Linked DNA regions of Macaca mulatta: region 1 is linked to region 2. The links are chromatin contacts, called in public Hi-C maps. All regions are on one chromosome and are shown on one strand. Each heading gives the region's core, a stretch centred on a gene start, on an enhancer-like site or on the middle of the called end of the contact. The rest is flanking DNA. Distances are from core to core; before and after follow the strand shown. Region 1 holds the start of RPL10A (ribosomal protein L10a). Region 2 holds the start of ARMC12 (armadillo repeat containing 12).

Evidence for each region. A called contact is a pair of places that touch in the nucleus more often than the background predicts.
Region 1: a contact with region 2 is called in a Hi-C map of CD4 T cells, with 4 times the contacts expected there. The contact joins the promoter of RPL10A here to the promoter of ARMC12 in region 2. A contact is called at or near these places in 2 of 14 Hi-C or Micro-C datasets (CD4 T cells and fetal cortex germinal zone).

The regions. Positions count from the first base shown.
Region 1 is chr4:146,807,452-146,814,836 of T2T-MMU8v2.0, forward strand. It overlaps RPL10A (ribosomal protein L10a), which reads right to left and starts at 2,009. Exons shown (of 6, transcript NM_001266226.1): 1 at 1,974-2,009; 2 at 1,540-1,614; 3 at 1,379-1,459; 4 at 877-1,025. The coding sequence starts at 1,978. It overlaps FANCE (FA complementation group E), which reads right to left. Exons shown (of 10, transcript XM_001116683.5): 8 at 6,830-6,896; 9 at 4,978-5,103; 10 at 3,327-4,196. The coding sequence ends at 4,095.
Region 2 is chr4:146,530,945-146,538,569 of T2T-MMU8v2.0, forward strand. It overlaps ARMC12 (armadillo repeat containing 12), which reads right to left and starts at 5,321. Exons shown (of 8, transcript XM_078000291.1): 1 at 4,576-5,321; 2 at 2,757-4,166; 3 at 1,199-2,442; 4 at 43-188. The coding sequence starts at 1,442. It overlaps FKBP5 (FKBP prolyl isomerase 5), which reads left to right and starts at 7,137. Exons shown (of 13, transcript XM_078000277.1): 1 at 7,137-7,206.

The sequences.
Region 1 (7,385 bases), core at 759-3,258, 270 kb after region 2:
GTCACCAAGGCACACCTCAAATGTGGCAGGCCAGAAACGCACTTGTATCAACCACGTGACATCCAAGCAGCACCCTCTCTACCCCCGCCTCAGTCTTTTCCCCCGCCTAAAAGGTTTCCAGAAAGTCCTCTGGACCTTCACTGGTCCCAAAACATGCTCTCAGAAAATCAGGCTGACCCATGATCCATGGCATAACCGCTGTACAACGGATGCCCCAGTCAAGACTGCCAGGGCTCAGGCCGGATGCGGTGGCTCACGCCTGTAATCCCAGCACTTTGGGTGGATCACGAGGTCAGGAGATTGAGACCATCCTGGCTAACACGGTGAAACCCCGTCTCTACTAAAACTACAAAAAAAAAATTAGCCAGGTGTAGTGGCAGGTGCCTGTAGTCCTAGCTACTCGGGAGGCTGAGGAGGGAGAATGGTGTGAACCCGGGAGGCGGAGCTTGCAGTGAGCCGAGATCGCACCAGCCCGTCTCAAAAAATAACTAAAAAAAAGACTGCCTTGGCTTGAATTGTGCCTATTTCTTAGCGGTGGACCCTGGACACGTGACAACTGGCAATGTCTGCTTCCTACCTGTGAAAGCAGTCTAATGCCACTGCCTAAACAACGCAGAATAAGATTTCCAAATCATACCTCACCAGCACCTGGCTGGGTCAACTTACAATACTTGGCCTTCCTCATCAACTGGAATCCTCATAGCAAATACAAACATCAAACCACCCCAAAGCTAAAACAGCACTCAGGCCAGCTAGGCAACCACCGCCGCATTTGCTAGTCTAGCCCCCTCATCATTAAAAATCGAAATGGCAGGAAAGCCTTTCTAGCGCCTCCACCCCACATCTCACATGCAAAACCACAGCGGCCGGACTCACCTAGTTTCTTGACCAGTTTTTTATTCTTGTTGAGTTTTTTCAGCGCCTCGATGTCCATGTGGGGGATATCCACGGCCTTGGCCTCGTCACAGTGCTGCTGGTCCCCCAGGACACACACAGAGAACTTGGGGCGGGGAGTGGACTTAAGCCTGCGTTTTGGGGGACAGCACCAACAGGTTATGCCTAGCCCTGGGTCCCGAGGGCCGGTGAAGGGTGTGGGACCGCAGCAGCCACCGAGCCTTACCCGGAGCGTTCACATTCACCAGCAGCCAGCCTGGCTTGTCAGGCTGGCCGGCGGGCTCGGCCAAGGCCTCCCCACGCCTCCCCTCATGTTTTAAGACCCAGGGTGGGGGTCCGTCCAGCCGCGCCTGCCCGGAGCAGGGGGTCTGAACTACCCTAACACATCAGTACCGACGTGCCCGCCTCCGGCTCAGCGGGAGCCTGCAGGGGAGGGGCAGGCACGGGGGCACTGAGGGCTGGGTGGGATCAGAACGGTGCCAACCTGACGGTGCCTGAGAAGCGCTTGTCCTTCTGGGGGTCATAGTTCTTCAAGCTGATCTGCAACTCCACCGTCTCCAGGAACCTTCGAGAGAGGAGGGGGATTAAGCGTTAAGCACACGCCGGCCCTCACCACCCGCGCCCTGCCCCAGGGTCGGCACTCACTTGCGGCGCTTGCGCTGGTTCCCGTGCAGGACTTCCCGCACCGCCTCGTACAGGGTGTCGCGAGAGACTTTGCTGCTGCGTGAGAGAAGCGACAGCGCGCTCAGGGCCGCGGAGTCCACACGCTCAGACTGCTCAGAAGCCTCCGAGGCTCCAAGCTTCGAGACGGGCGGGCGGCCCACGGCGGACTCCCCAGTAGATTCCGGACACCAAGTAGAGCGACGGGAGCCCAGACCCAGACCCAAACCCCGGTGGAAGAGGGAGCCTCTCGGTGATCGGACCTGGTAGGAAGGGCGACCCGCAGGCCGACCCGCCTTGAGAAATGCCCCGCGGCGAAGGTGGCGCAAGGGCCCGCAGTTCGGTCTGCAGGAGCCGCATCCTTGGCGGGGCACCTGGAGGCGCGGATGAACGCAGATAGGGCTTTCAGGACCACTTACCTCATGGCTTCTCACGCCGCGCTAACCGGAAAAGAGACTAGTACAGTTTGCGCATGCGCTCTAATAGTGGCCCGATCTCGCGAGAATGCGTCGTTACTCGGTCCTACCCACACAGAGGTTGGGTGGGCCAACCCCGAGAAGCGCGGACTTCTCCGGCCGCTGGGAGTCGCTGGGCCGCTAGGCCGGCGCGGGAACCCACGGAGTTGTCGCAGCCCTGAGCGCCCCGCGGCCGCCGGTAATGTGCCGATTCGCGCCCGCTGTTGCTGGGCCCCTAGGGAAGCAGCTGCGTTCGGGGCTCGAGCTTCGGTAGGCACACATACTGGTACAGCCCAGTGATGTTCACTGACAGCGTGGATTCCGACATGCTTGTCCCTCAAACCCCTTTCCCCTCGCGCCCTCCGCATCAGCTTATGTTCTCAAAAGCAAGCCTTGTTCCTCGGCCAGACCTCCCTCCCTCAGCACCTTGCTCTAACGTGGACTCGTGGTAAGGGAAGCTTCCGGAAAGTTCTGTTCCTGGCCTCTCAGCGCCTGCAGAGGGAAGAGCTGGCAAAGTCCTAAAGTGAACTTTTACTTGATAATTTGATAACATCTACGTTTTAAGTGTGACTAGTATGAATAAGGCGTCTAGCCAGGTGCTACAGGAATACAAAGATGTAAAACAGGCACACAGCACAGCACACCCATTAAGGTGTCTTCTCTGCTCTTTCCTCTGTCCAGTGGGTCTCATCCTCTTAGCCCACTGTAACCCGAAGAGCCCTTCAGATCTCTCCTAGGGTTCATCTGCCCAAAACCCTTCCCTAACTCCAGACTGAGTCACTCCCACCTTTATGTTCATTCCCACCTATCCCCCTGCCTGGTGGGGGCAGCTCCTGTAGGATAGGGTGAGTGGTATTACACATTATTTGGCCCTTAGAAAGTGAGTAAGATACCCTTCACCCTTCCCCTCACCAGGAAAAATATGTTCCTTGTCACTGAGCAGGGAGGTGGAGGGGGTGGGGATGGGTTCAATACCCAGAATTCACAGGAAGGAAAGTACTGCTTCTAATAAGACATTAGTCAGGCGTGCTGGCTCACGCCTGTAATCCCAGCACTTTGGGAGGCAGGCGGATCACCTGAAGTCAAGAGTTTGAGACCAGCCTGGCCAATGTGGTGAAACCCCGTCTCTACTAAAAATACAAAAATGAGCAGGGTATGGTGGCAGGAGCTTGTAATCGCAGCTACTCAGGAGGCCAAGGCAGGAGAATCGCTTGAACTGGGGAGGTGGAGGTTGCAGTGAGCCGAGGTCACGCCACTGCACTCCAGCCTGGTGACAGAGTGAGACTCTGCCTCAAAAAAAAAAAAAAGAAAAAGACATTATTGAACTTGCTTTTTATTCAATACCATTGATAAATTCAAGTCAGAAACAAAAGCACAGAAGGTCATAACATACACGAGCACAAGAGCTTCATCTGAGCACACTGGTACCCTAGACCTCCTGGAGCATCCCATGTCCACTCTGGGTCGGCTTGACCCTACTGAGCCCTGTTGGAAAGTTTCTGTCCCTGCAGCCTGAGAATTGATGAGGAGTGTGCCTGGGGCCAGCAGTCTTTGAAAATATAGCTCTGGCCTGGTGTGGTGGCTCACACCTGTAAATCTCAACACTTTGGGATGCCAAGGCGGGAAGATCACTTGAGCTCAGGAGTTCAAGACCAGCCCTGACCAGCTTATTATCTACAAAATAAAAAAATTAGGTGGGGCACAGTGTCATGTGCATGTAGTCCCAGCTACTTGGGAGGCTTACATGGGAGGATTGAGCCTGGGAGGCAGAGGTTGCAGTGAGCCATGATCAATCGCACCACTGCACTCCAGCCTAGATGACAGAGCAATACCTTCTCTCAAAAACAAAAGAAAAGAAATGAAAAACAAAATATAGCTGAGCTTCCTTAGCCCAGGAGCCTCCCTGTTGGCTGGGAAGCCAGTATGCCCCTATGGAGCCTGGAACAGGGAGGCAGTTGGAATCTGGGATGGCCAGGCTCAGCCTTTATCCTCAGGCTAGGGCTCAAGACAGAAGGTGGTGAAGACAGAAATGCCCTTCAGGAAGCTGGTGATGGAGCACCAAGACGGTGGTCCCTTGGTGGATGGTCAGGAGCCCAAATGTTTCAAGGCGGCCTGCAGGGACTTCCTCAGGAAGGTAGTGTTAGGTTCTAGGGCCATAGCCAGGCCCAGCCTCTGGGTCTCAGTGATCTGCGGAGAAGGAAAAATCATGTCAGGACTCCAGCAGCTGATCCCTCCCCTCTCCCCACTACCCCAGGGTCTCTATTGAGGAAGGAGAGAGGAAGCCAGGAGGATGGAAGGAGGAGACTCCTGAGCAATCTAATCTCATTATTTCACCATAGTTAACTAGGTGGACCTGGAGCCAAATACTAGCTGCACAACTTACTAAGCCGGCCACATTAGTAATAGTTGACAATTATTGTGTGTTTACTATGTGGCAGCACTTTATATGCATCAATCCATATACAAACATACATACACATCATGTATATGCATTGCTGTATATAATCCTCAAAACCCTCCCATTTTACAGATGAGAAAACTGAGGTTCACAGACACTCTACTGTGTGACACCTGCCTTCCTTTTGGGCTACACTTTCTCTTTCTGCCCTGTTGCTACAACCTCCTGACAGGTCTCAGGCCCTAGATCTTCACCCTCCAATCCCACTCCTCACAGAAGCCAGATGCTTCTTAATAGTACAGATCTGACCAAGTTACTCCCAGGTTGAAGGCCCTTGAATGACTCCTGATGCCTCATATTGGAGGTCCTTCTGTTCGGATCTCCAGAGGATTCAGGAGCTCGCTGAAATTGTGCAACAGAAGCATGTTCATACTTCCATCTTTCTGGGAGGGTCTACATCAACCCCAGCACTCAGGGTTTTATCCCTGACATACATATTCATACACCCTTGTGGCAGGCCCAGGGCAGCCCTGCCAGCAGGACCAGCCCCATGGCCCTATCAGTACTCACGTTAGCCTGGTACTTGGTCATCACTGTCAGCATGAGCTTGGCATAGGCCATGGAGGTGGTGGCTGCCAATCCCTTTTTACAGAGCTTCTCCATTAAGACACTGAACTTATCAGGGGTCATCTCCACCTGCACACATTGGGAGATGGAGCAGTAATCACAAGAAGGGCTTGGGCTCTTCATTCAGCCAGTCCTGGATTCAATTCCTAACTCCACCACTTCCTAGCTGGGTGACCCTGGGCAGGTTACTTAACCAACCTAAACCTCCATTTCCACATCTGTAAAATGAGGCTCAGAATATCTAATGGAAGACTGTGAAAAGGATTAAATGAGATAATGCACATAAGACACGCACGTCTCAGAAAATGGTGGCTACCATTGCAAAGGCTCAGATTAGGACCAAGGGGAAGCCAAGGATCCCTTGTCTGGTTCAGTGGTTAAAGATATAAACGAGTCAGGGCCCAAGAGACACTGCCACCTTAATCTCCTGGCTCTTCATAATAATAATTTAGGCTGGGTGTGGTGGTTCACACCTGTAATCCCAGCACTTTGGGAGACCGAGGAGGGCAGATCACCTGAGGTCAGGACTTCGAGACCAACCTGGCCAACATGGTGAAATCCCATCTCTACTAAAAATACAAAAATTAGCTGGGCATGGTGGTGCGTGCCTGTAATCCCAGCTAATCAGGGGGCTGAGGCTGGAGAATCACTTGAACCCAGGAGGCGGAGGTTGCAGTGAGCCGAGATCACGCCACTGCACTCTAGCCTAGGTGATATAGTGAGACTCCGTCTCAAATAATAATAATAATAATTTAATAAACACTGTGCATCAGGTACCATTCTGAGTACTTTATACCAATTATCTCATTTAAACCTCACTCCAATCTTATGTGGTAGGTGCTATTAATATTCTGTCTCCCCTTCTGTAGACGAGGAAACTACAGGCATAAAGAAGTTAGGTCAGTTATCTAAGATATAAACAAATGAGGCAGAATTTTAGGTACTGATATGAAAAAAAATCACCAAAATATACTGTGAAGTAAAAAAAGCAAGGTACAGGGCAATGAGTTTGGTGTGTTGCAATTTCCATAAAAAGTAGGATGGATAGTAAGTGTAAACATGTTTCCACATATAGATGGTATCTCTGGGAGGGGGGGTTCCCCTGAAACCGGGGGACTCTGGATGGTTGGAGAAGAGAAGTAAGGGGAATATTTTTCACAGTATCCTTTTGAGCTTTTAAAATTTTCAACATATGGGCTGGGCATGGTGGCTCACGCTTATAATCCCAGCACTTTGGGAGGCCAAGGAGGGCAGATCACTTGAGCCCAGAAGTTCTGGCCTCAAGTCATGGTGAAACCTTGTCTCTACTAAAAATACAAAAATTAGCTGGCATGGTGGCACACGCCTGTAATCCCAGTTATTTGGGTGGCTGAGGCATAAGAATTGCTTGAACCCAGTAGACAGAGGTTGCAGTTAGCCAAGATTGTGTCACTGCACTTTGGCCTGGGTGACAAAGCCAGACTCTATCTCAAAAAAAAAAAAAAAAAAAAAAAATTGTGAACATATGAATCTATTACCTATTCAAAAATAAAATAAAATTTACACACACACATCAAAAATCCCACCCCAAGGCCGCCCAGCTAGTAAGAGGTGGAGCTGAAGTGACCATGTGCTCAGCTCTCTGCTACCAGCTTTGCATGCCCCAGGTCTCTCCCACTGTCTCAGGCAGCTGCTGTAGGGCAGCTGTCCTACTTGACCCTGCATCCACTGAAGGACTCAGAAACCTAAGAACCCGATGTCCTTCCAAGGACTGCAGCACTTCTTTGTCCACTCTTCCCCAGGACAGCCTGCTCACCTGCCGCTCTAGGAGTGACTGCAACACCAAGAAAATTTCCTCCTTCCAGGGCAGCTCCAAGATCTGTCTGCAAAGCAGGGGCCCTAGTGAGAAATGCCTGGCCTCCCACCCAAGCCTGAGTATCTGTCTGCTGCTGCAACTCCCACAGCACGGCAAGGCCCTGAGGACAGCCAAGATCTCCAGTCAACAAAGGGGTAGTCAGGGGTGGGGCACCATGGCACTTTGGGAGGCCGAGGCAGGTGGATCACCTGAGGTCAGGAGTTCGAGACCAGCCTGGCCAACATGGTGAAATCCCATCTCTACTAAAAATACAAAAAATTAGCCAGGCGTGGTGGCAGGCGCCTGTAATCCCAGCTACTCAGGAGGCTGAGGCAGGAGAATTGCATGAACCTGGGAGGCAGAGGTTGCAGTGAGCAGAGACCGCGCCATTGCACTCCAGTCTGGGCGACAGGGCAAAACTCTGTCCCCTGCCCCCCCGCAAAAAAAAAAAAAAGGGTAGTCAGAGACCTCTTGATGCTGGCACCAGCCCCAGCAGACACTATTGCAGAGCTCATAC
Region 2 (7,625 bases), core at 4,071-6,570:
GCCGGGCCGGCTAGGGGGGACCTCCTGCTTCCCTTCCCTCACCTCAGCCTCCAGCAAGTACACACAGCGAGTGATACTGTGCAGGATCATGCTCTTGGCGTACTCATCCTGTTTGCACTCCAAAGAGTTGAGGAGCCTCCGGAGCTCACCCGAGTCCCGCCCGTGTCGCTCTCGTTCGACTGCCAGGCCTAGACAGCCACCCCAGCCCAGTTCAGGCTGTGGACTCAGAAGTGATGAAAGAATGGGGTTGGGAAGTGGGGGACAGGGACCTGGGGACAAGGCTGTCTTGCCTTTTCTTTCTTTTTTTTTTTTTTTTTTTGAGACAGAGTCTCATTCCGTCACCCAGGCTGGAGTACAGTGGCGCGATCTCGGCTCACTGCAAGCTCTGCCTCCTGGGTTCGTGCCATTCTCCTGCCTCAGCCTCCTGAGTAGCTGGGACTTCAAGTGCCTGCCACCACGCCCAGCTAATTTTTTTGTATTTTTTAGTAGAGACGGGGTTTCACCGTGTTAGCCAGGATGGTCTCGAGCTCCTGGTCTCAAGCTCCTGACCTCATGATTCGCCCACTTCGGCCTCCCAAAGTGCTGGGATTACAGGCGTGAGCCACCGCGCCCGGCCTGGCCTTGCCTTGCCTTTTCGGAGAAGCCTTCTCGCCATATGCAGGACCACCATGTACAGTTGAACGAATGTTTACTGCACAAGGGCACCCTATCTAATGTGGTATTGTCCATAACATACCATCATAGATTTGTCCATTTACTCTAACAACTGTCTGGCATTTGTCGGTAACAAGTAGTATTTTATCATAACCCGTATATGGTAATGATCTTCCAGTAGATGGCAATAAAGAGTCTTGCAGAAGGGGCTCATTTTCCTACTCTGCACAAAAGAACATGTGGACTAGTGGAAGCTCTGGGCCTATAGTAAGTCCTCCAATTTTCCCTTTCCTTAAAGCCTCAAGTTCCTGGGGCAGAAAATGCGGGGAGCTGCTGACACCAAGTTTCCGAGAAGTGGAATCCTGCGAGCCAGAGGAAATGTAGCATTTGGAGACCTGCGAGATGAGTCTGAGGATCCACTTTAGTGAGATCCAGGGACCCTGAGCTAGCATCTCTAGCAGGGCCTTGCCTAGGACACTGCAGGGTGGGCTTGAGGAAGGTGGAGAAGAGAAAGACAAAGGAAAGAGGAACTTGGAGGTGTCACCTTTGGGCCCTCCCACAGCAGAGGCCTCGGGAGCAGGTGCCTCCTGGGGCAGAGCCCTCTCCCCAGGGCCCGGACACTCACGGGCGATGCAGATGGGTGAGTTGGTACAGAGGGGCGGTTTGCATTTTATGCCGGCCTTGATGGCCTTGTAGAGCAGGTAGATCGCCCCGGCGCCTGTGGCCAGGCTCACTACACTTTTGCGGATGTCCAGTTGCCCCAGGTATTGGGGGATGCTCTTGCCCATGACTTCAGTGTTGCCCTGGGCCCGGGTGAGAGCTAGGCCCAAGGCACCTATGGGGGACCTTCCGGAACCAGAACTCTGGCAGGGTCAGGAACCAGGGTACCAGAATTGGAACCCAGGCAACAAAGGAAACTGGGGAGATGATGGGATGGAGGGTAGTGGTCAGGAAATGGGGCAGCCAGGGGTGCTTGAGAACAGATGGAGCCAGTCACAGTGGCCCACACCTGTAATCCCAGCACTTTGGGAGGCCGAGGTGGGCGGATCACTTGAGGTCAGGAGTTCGAGACCAGCCTGGCCAATATGGTGAAACCTTGTCTTTACTAAAAATACAAAAAAATTAGCCAGGCGTCATGGCATACACATGTAATCCCAGCTACTCAGGGGACTGAGGCAGGAGAATCACTTGAGCGTGGGAGGTTGAGGTTGCAGTGAGCCGACATGCCACTGTACTCCAGCCTAAGCAACAGAGCAAGACTCCATTTCAAAAAAAAAGAGAAGATTCTGCTTTAGAGACCACAGGAGATGAAACATAAGACGGAAGGGGAATAAAAGGGGAGAGGGCAGAAAGGTCCTTCACATCCCCTCTTCCTTAAGGTGGGGCCCCAGTAGGTAGTGCCAGAGGCTGCCCTTCTGCCATTAGAGGGCAGCAGAGGTCCATTTCTGGGCTGAGCCCTTAGGGCATTTCTGGGAGGGGTGTTTGGGGTATGCCTATTGACAACCCTGTTCCTTTTCTTTCCGGGCCTTCCCATCTGTGATCGCTCCACCCAAGATCTACTGCTGGGCCTTAGGGTGTTTCTTCAGGTAGGGTTCCTTCCCTGCATCAGAGGATGAAAAGGAGGGGAGCATCTTAGAAAGCATGCACAGACTCTGAGGCAAATCCACCCTTTTCCAGCATCTGCGCGTTGCCCTAAAGTTTACCTGTTTGATAAAAAGCTCTTGAGGACAGCAACCTTTGCATCTCCAGCCTAGAATCTTGAACTTAGCAGGTGGTTTAAGTCATGTTCTACCATTCTTTTTTTTTTTTTTTTGAGACGGAGTCTCGCTCTGTAGCCCAGGCTGGAGTGCAGTGGCCGGATCTCAGCTCACTGCAAGCTCCGCCTCCCGGGTTCACGCCATTCTCCGGCCTCAGCCTCCCAAGTAGCTGGGACTACAGGCGCTGCCACCTCGCCCGGCTATTTTTTGTATTTCTTAGTAGAGACGGGGTTTCACCGTGTTAGCCAGGATGGTCTCGATCTCCTGACCTCGTGATCCGCCCATCTCGGCCTCCCAAAGTGCTGGGATTACAGGCTTGAGCCACTGCGCCCGGCCATGTTCTACCATTCTTTAAGGACTTGGGGGCAGAACAATGACAGTGTCTAGTAACTGGGGCTCCAGACCCATCTAACCAGAGTGACCTTGGAGGAGAAAGGATTGCCTTTGCCTTAGTCTGTTTCTGCATTTGTAACCTAAAGGGATTCAGATTTACCATTGTAAAACTCAAAGATTAAAATGTGAGTAAGTCTGTGCCTTTCAGCTAAATCTGGAAGTACCAACTCTCAGCCTCCCCAGAAGTACAATGAGGCTGGAGTCAGAAGATGCCACCACCCCAGAGGATGTGAGCCTACCTGTGGAGGCCTTGATCCCCACCACTAGGATGGGGCAGGTGAGACCAGACCCTTCCCTCTTCCCCACCATGGTCTCCCTACACCCTCTGACCCCACTCTCTGTCACAGAACAGGCAAGTGGCCAGCTCCAAACTAGGGTGACGCCCACGGCCAGTGCTGAGCATGCTGCACCAGAACAGGTGTTCACCCACCTGGCCCTGAGCCCTTTTCTGGGAGAACGGGGACAGAAGGCTCTGAGTCCTGGGCTGCACCCAGGATGGAAGGAGGTAGAGAAACAGGCAAACAGCATATCCAATGATGCCATGGCCAGCCAGGCCTGCCCACTCAGAGCCTTGGCCCAGTACACCCTAGGCGGCAGGCGGGGAACAAGCAACACTCCTGGGTGGCCATTCTCTTCCTGTCCTCATCCTCCTCAAGGGTCATTCCTGGCACTCCACTCAGCCCCAAGGTGGATGACTGCATGAACTCCCTAGGGTGAGGGGTGAGTAGAAGCCCACGAAGCCCCCCTACTGCCATGCAACCCCATCGCATCTCCACTGAACTCTGGGCAGAAAACGGCTGCCTGATGGGAGCTGTTATTTAGGTTCCAAGACTACTTTGGTGGCTCTGAGAATAAATTCTTCAAGGCAATGTCCTTGCTCTGCCCTTCTCCAGGGTGGGACCCAGAGTTACTGGCCCCTCCATCCCATGGAGCTGATTCTGCAACCCTCACTTCCTAAGCACATGTAAGGCTCACCTGTTCTTTAAAGACCTGCAAAAAGTGTTCTTTCTTGGCTGCAACCTAACTCCCTCCTGCCACACCTAAGGCCCATTTCTTCTGGTTCTGCCCTCAAATGATTCAGAGAGATTAGAGGCAGAGTTATTCCTAGAGTGACATTTTTACTAGTCCACAGTACAACAAAAAAAGACAATGGAATATCTATTTGTTGGCATAAAGTCCATTGACCATCTTTTCTTGGGAATAATTGTTTTCCTTCTTCTTCTTTTTTTTTTTTTTTTTTCTCTTTTTTGAGACGGGGTCTCACTCTCTCACCCAGGTTGGAGCTCAGTGGTGTGATATTGGTTCACTGCAACCTCTGCCTCCCAGACTCAAGCAATCCTCTGGCCTCAGCCTTCCAAGTAGCTGGGACTACAGGCATGCGCCACCACACCGGGCTAATTTTTTGTATTTTTGGTAGAGACAGGGTTTTGCCATGTTGCCCAGTCTGGTCTCGAACAGCTGAGCTTAGGCAATCCATCCGCCTTGGCCTCCCAAAGTGCTGGAATTACAGGCATGAGCCACCGTGCCTGGCTGGGACTAACAGATTCAGATGATGTCATTCCTATTTTGAGAATTAAAATGTATTTATTAGGTCAGGCGTGGTGGCTCACACTTGTAGTCTCAGCACTTTGGGAGGCTGAGGTGAGTGGATCTCTTGAGCCCAGGAGTTTCGAGCCTGGCCTGGGCTCAAGCAAAACCCCCACTCTACAAAAAATACAAAAATTAGTTCAGCATGGTGGTGCATCTCTGTAGTCCCAGCTACTCTGGAGGCTGAGGCGGCAGGACTGCCTGAACCTGGGAGGCAGAGGTTGCAGTGAGTTGAGATCACACTACTGCACTCCAGCCTGGGTGACAGAGCCAGACTCTGTCTCAAAAAAACAGAAGTATTTTCTTTAATGATGGTGATAATAGATGGTAGGTACGTTCTGTGTGCTCTTAGGGAGCATAAATTAAAAGCTGCAGCTCTTTATGGGAACCTGGCTTTCACTTGTTTTCTTGCTTTTTCTGTCAAATCCAGAAATCTGGAACCACTGGTTAAAGAGAAGTCTGACAGCCAAAATACACACAGCCAGCTGTGAGTTACTTACCTGCCTTACCCAGGAAAAGGACATGGGCTGCTCAAGCACACACCTCTTTGCCATCTATGCCAGCATTTTTACCTTCAAGGCCGATGTTCTCATCATGTTAAGTACATTTGAGTTTAGTAAATAAGTACGGGTTCTAGCCAGGGTTCAAAACCAGTTCAGGGCAGGGCGCGGTGGCTCAAGCCTGTAATCCCAGCACTTTGGGAGTCGGAGACAGGCAGATCACAAGGTCAGAGTGGCCAGCCTGGCCAACATGGGGAAACCGCGTCTCTACTAAAAAATACAAAAATTAGCTGGTGATGTGTACCTGTAATCCCAGCTACTCAGGAGGCTGAGGCAGAACTGCTTGAACCCACGAGGCGGAGGTTGCAGTGAATCGAGATCGCACCACTGCACTCCATCCTGGCAACAGAGGGAGACTCCGTCTCAAAACCAGTTTAGTCACGGATTTAGCTTTGTGGTCTCCTTGTGCCTCATTTTCCCCACCTGTAAAATAGAAACAATAAGACTTACTTCATGGGATTGCGAGGATTAAGTAAAGCACTTGGAACAGTGCCCAGCACACAGAGCTCAACAAATGTTGACTATAATCCTAATTATCTCCGCAGGTTTCACCTGGACAACATGTGGGGTGTGGGCAGGCAGTGAGAACACAGACGGTAGCCCTCAATGCATCCCAGCCTGAAAAGCACATGAGTCAGCCCTTCCTTCCACTTACCCACTACCTCTCACGCTAGTCGTTGTCTTTTTTTTTTTTTTGATACGAGTCTGGCTCTGTCTCCCAGGTTGCAGTGCAGTGGCGCCATCTCGGCTCACTGCAAACTCGGCCTCCCAGGTTCGAGCAATTCTTGTGCCTCAGCTTGCCGAGTAGCTGGAACTACAGGCGTGCACCACCGCGCCTGGTTAATTTTTGTATTTTTAGTGGATTGGATTTCACCATTTCGGCCAGGCTGGTCCCGAACTCCTGCTCTCAGGTGATCTGCCTGCCTCGGCCTCTCAAAGTGCTGGGATTACAGGCATAAACCACCACACCAGACCTCCCTGGTCTTCTTAAAGTGAATCAATCCGAATTCCTGTAATCCATGTAACTGCTTTGAGTGACTCTGGAACCCTCTTTGAAGCCCCCACAAATACCTAAAAGAGGAGCAGGAGCGCTACAACACATTCCCCTAAACTGTGTTTCTAAGAACCATCCAACTACCTGTGGAACCCTAAGGCCCCTTCCTCATCTCTTTACCAATATCCTGGCAATGGTTGTTTGAGCCTAGTTAATGACAGAAGCTCCAGCCAGATGCTGTTGGGGGTCCTCTACGAAAAGACACCGCCATTCCCGAGGGTGATACTGCAGCGGCCCAGTACTTGTGCGCATAGAAGCTAAGGGGAAATTGCCCTACCCTAAACTCCAGTGAAAAGCCCTTTGCAGTCCGACAGGCTTGCATTCACATCCCAGCAGTGTGGGGTTTGGACAAATTCCATAATCTGAGTCTGTTTCCTCTTCTAGAACGCGAGTCTATGAATTCCTGTCTACTGCCTGGAAGTGCCGCTGTCAGGACTGACTAAGATAATGTGTGTACTTTCGGTGCACAGGGGACGCTCAACACGTGCGAGCTTCCCTTGCAGAAAACCAAGAGATGAAAGGCTGGGGGCCGCCCCTGCCTTGACGTGCATCCCATACTCTCCGAGATCATCTCTCCCCAGCTAGCGCTTACTCCTGCCCAGGAACCAGATCCTGGGGCCTCCGGGTAGCTCCGGCTAAGGCGCGGGAAGCAGAGGGGGCCAGCGCCCCCAGAGGAGGAGGTTGGGGGGGAAGGAGGCCGCGCCTTTCCCCGCCCCGGGCCTCCCCCCGTCTTGCTCTCCCTCCCCGGACTACCTCCTCCCCCCGCGCGCATCCGGCGACGGGCACAGGATGTTCTTTCGCTCCCGTCCCCGCTCCGCCCCCGCTCTCACTTTCTCTTCGCTCCCCTCCCCCACTCGCGCCGCGCCCGGCGCCGGCACCTAATTTAACTCTTTCTCTCCCGCGCTCGTTGGCGCCTGTGCGCCTCCTGGGCGGGGGTCCCATCCTTCCCGCCCGCCCCCCAGGACGTGGAGCGAGGGGGCTGACCGGGAAGGGGCGGGCCTGAGCTGAGCGCTGGGCCCAGGTTCTCAGGATCCTTTAGCCCGCAGCTGGTGGAGAGGGCTCACCGGGATCCGGCACTCTAGAACCCCCGCTAGTTCACCCGGGTAAGGGTGGGGGTGGAGATGGGTACCCACACTCGAGACAGCTGCGCGCCCAAGAAAGGCGGCCAGGCGGGCTTAGATGCTGGCCCGGCGGGGGGCGAGTAGGGTCAAGGGCCACCAACCTCATCCTCCCCCCAGGTTCGGATGCGGAGGGGCCCAGGGCACCAGCAGAGGATGGAGAGAGGCCACGCCCCTCGGCGACGTCACTGATGTCAAGGCAACCGGGGGCGGGACGGTGGGCTACTGAAGGGCAGACCTCAGGGAATTGAGGCTGCCGGTGGCTCTGGGACGGGGTGGGGGTGGGGGTGGGGGCGCAGCAGGGGCGGGCTTTTCAATTTGCTTCAGTCAATGATGTCCAAAAAACGGAGTGAGGGTCAGCTTCTGTTCGCTCTTTGATTCAACAGGCATTTATTGAGCGTTATGCTTGGGGCTGTGCTTAGGCACTGGGATATTGCGTGCCATCCGAACCCTGCCAGTTGTTGTGAACTACGGTAGGGTGGCTCTGCGTCCCTGGAACGGA